3 separate regions of the Pan troglodytes genome follow, and all the other regions are linked to region 1. A link is a contact called in public Hi-C data. All regions are on one chromosome and are shown on one strand. Each heading gives the region's core, a stretch centred on a gene start, on an enhancer-like site or on the middle of the called end of the contact. The rest is flanking DNA. Distances are from core to core; before and after follow the strand shown. Region 1 holds the start of IRS2 (insulin receptor substrate 2). Region 2 has its middle 520 kb from the start of IRS2. Region 3 has its middle 550 kb from the start of IRS2.

Region 1 (3,634 bases), core at 845-3,344:
GTAACAAGATCTAAAAAGAACGCCGAAGCATACTGTTCATAAAGGTGGCGCCCCCAACACACACAATCATACACACATACCTATACACACACAATCATACACAATCTATTATATAAACAAACACGCACACATGCACACATAGGTGCACAGACTTAACATGGCATTTCTTGAGGTATTATTTTTTTAAGGTATGATTTAAAAATGGAAGATCAACTTTAAACACACCTTTTTGAGGCACACTGGGTGATATTTGCCACAATGATTATTCTTCCCAAATTCAGGCTACTGATCAATAATCCTAACTGTATACATGCTAAAAATAAAAACGCTATAATCTTTGAACTAGTCAGGGCTCTCTTGGCACATAAAATTAGCCAACACAATCTTCAAGTCACATGTTACAAAAACATATTAAAATATATATCACTCTTTCAAAAATTACACTTATTTTCTCTTAGATTAAGATTTTATTACTTTTAAGATACTTCTATGAATTATAGAGGACATCCAAAAGTAAACATCCGGGACTTAAAAACAACCAATATTATAAGATAAATTATTGCTGTAAATTATTTCATGAAGGCACAATTAAAAAAAATAAAATAAACAGCCAAAGCCTGTTTTGTTGAGTTTTCTTCGTTGCGCAGGATCGGGAGCTTGCTGGGATCTGAACTCAGGAAGCCCTCGCCTCACCCTGACTTGGTCATTGAGGAGATGTAATTGCAGGGGTGCTTATTTGCTATAGGCTTTGAAAGTCACAAAAGCCCAGTAGATATATGAATTCGAAGCAGTTCTCCAAGGGCATCTCCAACTTGGCAGTCACCGCCCGCACCGCGCACACAGGTAGTGGACGCCCGCCCACCTGCCCGTCTGCTGGGCGCAGGGCGCTCCTGGGGTGGGGAGGGCGCTCCTGTGGGGGGAAAAGGGGCGCTCCTGCCTCGGAGGTGGAAAGGACGTCCCTGTGGAAGGAAGGGGGGCTCCTGCCTCGGAGGGGGAGAGGACGCCCCTGTAGAAGGAAAGGGGGGCTCTTGAAGCGGTGTGGTGAGAGGACGCTTCCGAGGAAGGAAGGGGGTGCTCCTGCAGCGGTGGGGGGAAAGGACGCCCCTGCGGAAGGAAGGCGGCGCTCCTGCGGGGGCTGGAGAGACGCCCGCGCGGTCTCCCAGCTCAGGGACCGCTGGCTCGCGGGTCCGCCCTCTCCCCAGCGCTATGGAAACCGCACTTTCTCCGCCTGCCGTCCCCGATCTCTTTCTCCTATTACCTCCCAAACGCGATTTCAACTTCCCGACAAGCTGACAAGTGAATGGCGCAGAGGACGCCCCGTAAAGCGCCCGCGAGCGGGTGGGACACGGGCGCCCCCTCCGCGCCCCTCGCAGCCCCGCTGTCCTCCACGGAAGGGCGCGCGCCGCTCTCGATCTGGAGCGCGGTGCTCGCGAACCCGCGGCCGCGGGCCCTGGAACCTCCCCGCGCTTCGCGGCTGCGGGGGACGGAGATGGGGACGGGAGACGGGGACGGGGAACCGGGGACGGGGAGGGGGCGCGCCCACCCGGAGCGCGGGAGCGGCCGCCCTCGCCCAAAATGGGGACCCCGCGCCCCGAGAGCACGGCCCGGCTCGCCGCCCACGCTTCCCCTGCAAGGCCGCAGCCCCCGCCGCCGATCCCGATCCCCCGCCCCGCCCAGCCGCGGCCCCGCCCGGCGCCCCCTCCCCGGCGGAAGCTCAAGCCCAATTAATTGAGTCCGAGGCGGGAGGGAAGGGCCCTGCGCGCCGTGGCCCGCCCCGCCCCTCTTCCGCGCCCCTTTTCCCGCCCTGGGTGGCATCTCCTCCGCCTGCATCCACAACAAGCCGCTGATTAATGAGGCCCGGGCCGCCCCCACCCCGCCCGGCCGGGCCGGGGCCTCCGCGGGAGGGGGAGGGGACGGCGGGAAACGCGGCCCGGGGAGAAAGGGGGGCGGGGCGGGGGCGCGCGGCCCGCCCCCGCGAGCGCCGCGCCGATTGGCCGAGCGCGCCGTCCGTCGGGGGGCGCGGCGCCAATGCGAGGCAGCGGGGCGGGGCGGCCGCGCTGTGTGTGCCTGCGTAACGCCGAGTCACATGTTGTTTTGCTCTTCTTAGTTCAGTCACTCGGTGCGCGATGTGTTACTCACTGTGCGGCGGGGACCGCGACGAGCCCGGGTCGCCGTTGGCAGCAGCAGCAGCAGCACCAGCAGCAGCAGCAGCCCCGGCGGCGGCGCGGACCCCGAGCGCCCGGGCGCACCCCGGCTTCCCGGAGCGCGACGCGGCGGCAGCAGCCCCGGTGCGGCCGCGCGCGCCTTAGGCTCGGCCCCGCGCCTCGGGGACCCCGACTCCCGGCCCAGCCAGCGCGTCCCCCGGCGCCGCCCGAGAGCCCGAGGAGGCAGCGGCCGCAGGCAGCCGGGGAGGGGGGCGGCCACCGCCCGCGCCGGGCATCCTCAGGAGCCCCAGAGCGCGGAGGGCGCGGCGCCGCCGAGCGGTGCTGGCCCCCGCGGGCCTCCCCGGACCTTCCCCACCGCCTGGGCCCGAGGGACGCGTGCTCGGGTGGGCGGCCGGGCGCAAGGGTGGGAGGGAGCCGCCCCCGCCCGCGCCCCCTCCGCCCCTCGCCCCAACCCCTGGGCGCCGGGCCCGGGCCGCGCGGCCTGAAGCGCCCGCGATGGCGAGCCCGCCGCGGCAGGGGCCGCCCGGGCCGGCGAGCGGAGACGGCCCCAACCTCAACAACAACAACAACAACAACAATCACAGCGTGCGCAAGTGCGGCTACCTGCGCAAGCAGAAGCACGGCCACAAGCGCTTCTTCGTGCTGCGCGGGCCCGGCGCGGGCGGCGACGAGGCGACGGCGGGCGGGGGGTCGGCGCCGCAGCCGCCGCGGCTCGAGTACTACGAGAGCGAGAAAAAGTGGCGGAGCAAGGCAGGCGCGCCGAAACGGGTGATCGCTCTCGACTGCTGCCTGAACATCAACAAGCGCGCCGACGCCAAGCACAAGTACCTGATCGCCCTCTACACCAAGGACGAGTACTTCGCCGTGGCCGCCGAGAACGAGCAGGAGCAGGAGGGCTGGTACCGCGCGCTCACCGACCTGGTCAGCGAGGGCCGCGCGGCCGCCGGAGACGCGCCCCCCACCGCCGCGCCCGCCGCGTCCTGCAGCGCCTCCCTGCCCGGCGCCCTGGGCGGCTCTGCCGGCGCCGCCGGGGCCGAGGACAGCTACGGGCTGGTGGCTCCCGCCACGGCCGCCTACCGTGAGGTGTGGCAGGTGAACCTGAAGCCCAAGGGTCTGGGCCAGAGCAAGAACCTGACGGGGGTGTACCGTCTGTGCCTGTCGGCGCGCACCATCGGCTTCGTGAAGCTCAACTGCGAGCAGCCGTCGGTGACGCTGCAGCTAATGAACATCCGCCGCTGCGGCCACTCGGACAGCTTCTTCTTCATCGAGGTGGGCCGCTCGGCCGTCACAGGCCCCGGCGAGCTGTGGATGCAGGCGGACGACTCGGTGGTGGCGCAGAACATCCACGAGACCATCCTGGAGGCCATGAAGGCGCTCAAGGAGCTCTTCGAGTTCCGGCCGCGCAGTAAGAGCCAATCGTCGGGGTCGTCGGCCACGCACCCCATCAGCGTCCCCGGCGCGCGCCGCCA
Region 2 (3,436 bases), core at 905-3,404, 520 kb after region 1:
TTTCATGCCTGTCATCTATATAGAGCCATATTCAAATAGGACGACTGGGGCTGGTTAGAGATGTCAGGATTTTAGTGCACCTACTGAAATGCACACTCTGGCCTCCACCAAGAGAGGGACATGGAAACAGGCCTAGGGAATATAGTACTTTTGATCTTTATCCATACTCCTCCCTCCCTCTTACAACTCTCACAAAATTTGCCCTCAAAAGACACCTTTCATAAAAAGTCAAACATCTCACTTCCTTCTATAACTTCCCTGACTGGTTTGTATTCATTTGAGCTTCTCTTGCAAAGCTGAGCCTCGCTTTGAAAACTCTGGGATCTATTTCATTCTATATGCTGTGCACTTCACATGAGTTCCTTCTGTGCAAGCTGGAGACTCCTCTGGGCTCCTTCCCTGAGTGTTATGCTGGCTTCTTCCTAGACTTCTCATTCAGCTCGGTGTGTGTGTGTGCGTGTGTGTGTGTGTGTGCACGCATGTGAGCATTCACCCCCTAGCTGCAGGTGTAAGGGATGCAGGGATGGAACTCTTCCATCAGAGGATCACTAAAGGCATACTAATTAACTTGTTCTCTTTTTTTCCTCTGAAATAATTTTTCTCTTGGACATATTGAGAAGTAAAAGATTTCATTTTTCACTGAAAAATAAAATGTTCATGCTACCAACAGCCTGCTTTGGATTTCCGAAAGATATCTGCAAGGCCAGGAAGCACACTGCAGCTAGGCTTAATGCTGAAGGGCCCAATCCTCCTTTGAACAAAGGAGCCCTCGATTTACGCCTCTATGGCCCATTTTAGCAAGTTCAATCTTTCCATTAACCCCTGGTAACCATAATGACTTCCTAATACCAGTAAATTAACAAATACCGGGGTGCCACCAAATGCATCCCTGAAGTGCCTTTGGTGTGGTCCCCGGCCTGCTGAAACGAAGCGTGGGCCCCGCCTTTGTTCTTCCCCAGGACTTTTCTTGTGGGCTCACAGCACTTTGAATCTCAAATGAGCTGCCTAATTAATCTCCACAACTATCCTGTGAGACTTGTCCATTATCTTCACTTTGCAGATAGTAACAATTTATAGGACTTGGCTGAGGTCACAGGAAAATTAGCATCAGAGCCAGAATAAAATTCTGAGTTCCTAAACCCCTTTCCTCTTATCCTGTTCCCTAGACAACATCATTTCATCCTCTTGGTATAAAATTAGTAAGTGTGGCGGGGCCGTATTGCATCGTAATGAACTACTGTTTGGTACATGTGACCTAGAGGCTAAGGGCTTTTTTTTTTTTTTTTTTTAAATGCACAGTCTGAAAAGGTACTGAAACAATTATTTTTGGAATATGTCTTACAGAATGGCTTTTAGACGCCATGTGCCCATTCGTCTCCATGAAAGGAAGGTCATTTACACAACCCACTGAACATCTCCATGGCTCAGGTAGTCCTGTGCCAGGACCTAGAGAAGACGCTGACCCTCAGGTGTTTTCTTTTTTGCTAATAAAGTGTGGGTGAAATGTGTTGGACTTGGTGCATGCTGCAATAATTGCAAATGAGATGACCTGCACATGAATTTTCTTGGTGTGATTTTGTTTGATCTTTCTCGGTGTGGTTCTGTAATGGCAAGAGACATCTTCCTCTGCATCAGAGTATGAACCATCTTAAAAGGCATTGCACGGCTGAAGCGCAGGTCTGTATTTTTTAGAACTAGCTATTTGACAGGAAAGGGTGTAAATCTACGTTGTGTTAATTCAATTCCACAAGCATTCATTGAACACCATCTAATGACAAGCCAGTGCCAGGGGCCGTGAATGGGGCTGGAGGCAGACACATTCCCAGGGTGACTTTAGAGTGGCCTCTCCTGTGTGCTCATTTGGAAAATCAGAAGGAAGATGACGCAGGTTTGATTCTGTCCGGCTCAGATGTTCAAGAACATTGTGATCACTTCAGATAATGTTTATCTTATTTATGATGTTGCACTGACACAGACTGCTAAGGCTAAATTCCTACCCTGTCTGTTAACAAGTAAACAAGTCCTTAAGCGGATTATGGGAACTAACTAAGGAGTAATTAGAAGCATTTTGTAAAGTCACTAGAATGGAATCCCAGGGTGGACCCTTTAGGAGAGGGAGAGTTCTTTGATAATGCAAACACATTCTTTAGATTCCAGTTTCCAGTGTGGTTTCTGGGTGGCAAAGTGACAGGAGCTTGCTTTGGAGAAGTGGAGCTGGCCTTAGGAAGGCGTGTTTGACTCTATTGACAATTATCAATCAGGAGCTAGATCTGGGTAGGACAGTTAGAAACACTGACATAATTCTTACTTTGTTTTGTTGGCTTTAAGAATAAAAATTTTAACATACAGATGATTATTCTATACTTTCAGGCTTATTATCAACCTGTAGCACTCAAAAGCTTTCAATTATTGTTAAGATATTTGAGTTAAATATCAAAGTAATAGGCATTACTTACATTTAGAAAACTGCAACCAATAAGAGGCATTTCATTTGTCGTGCATTTAACTTTTGAGACATAATGAATAGTTTCCTAAAACTTTTCAAAGCTGAATGTTATGGAAGAAACATTCTCACCATAACTCTTAAAAATTGCATATCCTTACAAGTGAATACCATATCAAAATATGAGAATCATTTCAGATATTTATTAACTACTTAAAACTGACAAATGGTAAACAGAAATGTCATTTCTTTCATTAGTACAGAGAAAGCTCCCTCACTCCTCCCAAATATCTATTGTGATGAATTGGTTGATTATTTTAAACAATGTAGTTGCACAAATAGACATTAATGTGAATGATGATAGCATGTCACTTCTGAGGAATTGCATTTAGGAGGTATGTGTATGACAGCTTATGTGTAATCTTCAGGCTTGTATTTATGCCACAAGAAAATAGATTTTCTTCAATGATTCACTTCATCACAGGTGGCCTACCTACCTGAAAGACATCTTCATGCCAAAGTCGGATGACTTTCTCATGCACAACTAACCCATATTCCCATAGGAATTGAAGAAGGATATGACTAATCAGTTGAAAACAGTTCTTTCATTTGTTTAACATGTCAAACTCAGGAACAAGCCCCAAGGTTCAAGTTTTACTGAAAGACTTTTACCATAGTGCTTTTTTGACATTGAAAAGAAAAACAGAACAATAAAAATCAGAAAGTCAACAATTTTTTCAGTGAAGAGACTCACAGAGATTGAAGGTTCTCTGAAAACATTCAGGCCCATGCATCATTTTACATATGAGAAAACTGAAGTCCAGAGGTGACAAAATTTGGCAAATCTACATAGCTAAAATGAAACCAAACAGACTCGTCATCCTACTTGGTGCTGGAGGGAGGCTGCAATCTGGGGAACTTGTTATCCAGACATCCCAGCTGTAGAGTGTGCTACTACATAGATAAAGTCACTGTGGTTAGTGTCTAGCCTCA
Region 3 (3,789 bases), core at 329-2,828, 550 kb after region 1:
CAAAGTGACATTTCCTATTTGAAGTAAGAAAGATCATTTTGAATTAATGATATTATGCAGCAGACGATGGCTACTTGTATGGGCAGTTAGGAAGAAGAAGAAAGGGAAGGGAACGGAGGAAGAGAAGTGGGAGAAAGATGAAGAAAGAAAATAAGAAGGGGGAGGCAGTAAACTCAGCTCAATTTCAATCAGAACAATGAAACTATTTCATAATGATAAGAACTGTTTTCCATGACAGCGAACTTTCCCACAGACCCTTCTCCAATCCATGTGGCGACATTGAGTTTGCTCTCCGTAGCCTTGCCCGTCTACAGACTCATTCCCCAAATACCACCTGCCATGTGTTAGGCTGTCAGGTAAGTGTTACCTACTCACTCCATCATGCTTCTGCTTCTTTAAGACTTTGCAGATTTTCCCTTAGCACAGAGCTGGACCCTCTGCAATAAAATAAGTTCCCATTTATTGCCAACATTCTTCTCCTTACTCACTTCACTATAACCATTCGTAACCGTAACAGATTTTCTCTTTCTTCTTGACAGATGAATTCTTTTTGCTTTTCTGATGTTGGTTTATATGACGGTTGTTGTGTGCTTACTCCTTTTATAGAAGCGGGAACAGAAGGGAGCAGGGGAAAGCGTTGTAGGAAAGAAACCCCCAAGAGTGCATAATAACCCGCCAACCTTCCCTTTCTCTCCCTCCTCTTTTAATGGTCCTGGTCTCCTGGCATCTACAGCCCAGAGAAAATGCAAACACATGACACTGGGCCTTACTGACTTACAAAAAATCCCAGGGAGTCGCAGCGCAATAATAGGTCTTATTATTCCTTAACATTTAATAAAGCCTGCAGTGATAGATGCTGAAAATAAAATAAGCTGGTGTGGTATCTGCTTTTTGAAAAGCTGAAATTCAAAAGACAGACCAGTGTAGGCAAATCATACAGATGGACAAAGAATTGAAGAAAATAGGAAGGAAGGGGATAGAGACAGATGGCTGACTCCATGGATTTTTTTTTTCCCCTCCAAGATAATTCTCCTGGCTAAGGACCCCAGGACACTCCAGAAAGATTTTTTTCTTTTCATTTTTCTTTTCTTTTTTGTTTCATTTGCTTGTTTGTATTTAATCAAGGTTTGCTGTAAACAGTGAAGCCAAGCTTCTCTTAATCACGCTTGCCATTAAGGGCTTTAAATACAAAACTCCTACTTAAAATTACAATTATACTTTGATGAAAAAATTTCCCAGCCCACTCCATTTTACATTTTTCCCATTGGTTTTCTAAAATAGGACTGGAAAGTGCTAATAGAGTGTTTTGGAACTCAGAGTTCTTTGTGGTTTCATAGTCTCAAAAAAAACCGGGCCTCCTTATTGCCTTATCACCACTAATCAGGGCTTATGTGTGACTTGAAAATTAGAACTTTCACACATGGCAGGCAGGAGACACAGAGGCACAGTCTCATGAAGAGATACCTAAGCATTGATGTGACTGCTAAGGACAGCATATTCCCCTGAACCCGTGTGGTTCTGGAAGCCCTCCAAGTTATTAATAGCGACAGTGACAGGGCTGTACATTCTATTGTTTCCTCATCGACGAGAACGGAATGTTAGGCGGTGGGGATTGTGGCATGGAAAGTATGTGAGCTGGCTGTGTTGCATTTCATTTTCTCCTTTCGAGGGCTTTCTGTCCTTTGTGCTTTTTACTGCTGCTCGTGGCAAACGCCTTAGTGGATGATGAACAAGAAATGACCTCATGGAAACAGTGTGGTGGTGACCCACAGCTGATTTAAAATAAGGTGGACAGATTTTGATCACCCTCCCAATGTATACAGCAGGAAAGAGAGACCTGGTTTCACTAGAGTTGGGTTGAGCCAGTCCTCCTATGCTGAGTCATTGGATTAAAATGCATGTCATGTCCTAGGCTAGCCTCAGATTTCCATCTGGTCAAAAAGAAAGCATTTTTGTTGCTACTGGGTTTGGGATTAGTGCAAAAAGGGGAGTTCAGATCTGGATGAACCAGGCCCACTTGTCCTCTCAGACAAAGCCAGGGGAGGAGCACAGAAACACACTTGGTACCCTGAGATGAGATTAAATGAGGAGGTGGATGAAAACCACCAAAGGTAGCTTAAAAAACATCTGAGCTCTCACAAAATAATTCACTCCTTCATTAGCTGTTAATGCATTTCTCTAATTGCTTATTCAAAAGGACATTATTTCTTCTTTGGTGTCCCGCATACACAGTTTTAAAATGCTTGCAGACGTTTTACCTGGCTCTTTGCATTAAATTATCTCATCAGTCGTAATTCATCTTCACTTCTCCGAAGTTTTCATGGCACAGGGCAAACTGGGATGTACCCTTCCTCCTCCTCTGTGTTCTATCAGTTATTTAATCTCATCTCCAAGCAACATGTTCTCGTAATGGCTAGATTTTGGTCTAGAACAATAGCCTTCCTGCTATTATTCTTTTACTCAACAGTCCAGATTGTTACGTACCCATGATCTGGAGCTCTGGACTTCTTGGTTTTGTGAACCGCAGGACTCCTGCAAGTCTACTGTGTTAGTCCGTTTTCACACTGTATTATAAATAAATACCTGAGACTGGGTAATTTATAAAGAAAAGAGGTTTAATTGACTCAGAGTTTCACACTGTTGGAGAAGCCTCAGGAAACTTACAATTGCGGAGGAAGGTGAGAGAGGAGCAAAGGCACGTCTTACATGGTAGCAGGTGAGAGAGAGAGACAGCAAATGAGTGAAGGGAGAAGAGCTGCTTATAAGACCATCAGATCTCATGAGAACTCACTCAGTATCATGAAAATAGCATGGGGGAACTGCCCCCATGATCCAATCACCGCCTGCCCACCAGGTCTCTCCCTCAACACATGGGGATTATGGGGATTACAATTTGAGATGATGTTTGGGTGGGGACACAGAGCCAAACCATATAATCTACCATGTCATAAGTGCTCAAAATATGGATTAATTGATTGCAACAAGAAGCCACGTTTTTCCTTTGCAATTTATCAGTTGGCAACTCATTCACTTCGAATATTTTTTTTTCTTTTCTCAGAATAATCAGAGGGAAAAGGTCATTATAGATGAAACAAGTACATAACAAATAAACTTGAAAAAAGTGACACTATCTGTCTAATTAGAATGGTTTTAATGGCAGTCTGTATTTAAAATGTGCAATGCAGCAGCATCTAAGGGCCTTTTTAATTGATTTGATTTCATGATTTTCCTAGATTTTATAAAGACTCATAAACCAATGTCTTAAATTTCATTTTACAGTTATTGCCTTAATTTTAGATTTCAAAGTATCTTTTGACACCTTCACTGGTGTGGCTCTATCCTGGAAGAAATATGCATTCACAGATTCCATACCTCCCCCTTAATTCCCCACTTGGTCAGATTAGATGTTCATTTCTATTATATCATCTATTAAGCCTTACTTACATTTTTAAGAAGATACTATTTTGACTTTGATAAATTCTGGCACTCTGAATTCATTGTGTTTCTTTGTCTTTTTCCTTAGGCTTGCCCTAGGCAAGGTCTAACACTGTCAAATCATTAGAGGGAGGGCTTTATTCCCAATTTCAAATCATTTTTATTGTCATCATTCAAAAAGAAATGGCTGTCTAGGGGATAAGTGTCAGTGCGTACTTTGAAGATGATGGGCATATGTTTCTATCTCAGCTGATTCTTGAAGTCACTTTTCTGGTATTTTTTTCTGTAAACTTATGTATATATTCATAAAATTTACTATTTTACTTTGAGTAAGTTTCATTCTTCCCTCTGATT

Evidence for each region. Hi-C and Micro-C count contacts between places; a contact is called where the count stands out from the background.
Region 2: a contact with region 1 is called in a Hi-C map of stem cell-derived neural progenitor cells, with 2.9 times the contacts expected there. The contact joins the enhancer-like site here to the promoter of IRS2 in region 1. A contact is called at or near these places in 1 of 7 Hi-C or Micro-C datasets (stem cell-derived neural progenitor cells) and 1 of 1 datasets of contacts at active chromatin or transcription factors (stem cell-derived excitatory neurons).
Region 3: a Hi-C map of stem cell-derived neural progenitor cells shows a contact between it and region 1, with 3 times the contacts expected there. The contact joins the enhancer-like site here to the promoter of IRS2 in region 1. A contact is called at or near these places in 1 of 7 Hi-C or Micro-C datasets (stem cell-derived neural progenitor cells) and 1 of 1 datasets of contacts at active chromatin or transcription factors (stem cell-derived excitatory neurons).

What each region holds. Positions count from the first base shown.
Region 1 is chr14:115,395,992-115,399,625 of NHGRI_mPanTro3-v2.0_pri, reverse strand. It overlaps IRS2 (insulin receptor substrate 2), which reads left to right and starts at 2,094. Exons shown (of 2, transcript XM_016925526.4): 1 at 2,094-3,634. The coding sequence starts at 2,661.
Region 2 is chr14:114,877,354-114,880,789 of NHGRI_mPanTro3-v2.0_pri, reverse strand. No RefSeq gene overlaps it. Among named protein-coding and RNA genes, the nearest start is that of IRS2, 520 kb to the left of the region's middle. Within about 2 kb of position 2,154, at least 7 of the 24 cell types and tissues checked have an H3K27ac peak or open chromatin away from gene starts, as enhancers often do. A contact at or near this core is called in stem cell-derived neural progenitor cells, where this site is marked.
Region 3 is chr14:114,845,865-114,849,653 of NHGRI_mPanTro3-v2.0_pri, reverse strand. No RefSeq gene overlaps it. Among named protein-coding and RNA genes, the nearest start is that of IRS2, 550 kb to the left of the region's middle. Within about 2 kb of position 1,578, at least 8 of the 24 cell types and tissues checked have an H3K27ac peak or open chromatin away from gene starts, as enhancers often do. A contact at or near this core is called in stem cell-derived neural progenitor cells, where this site is marked.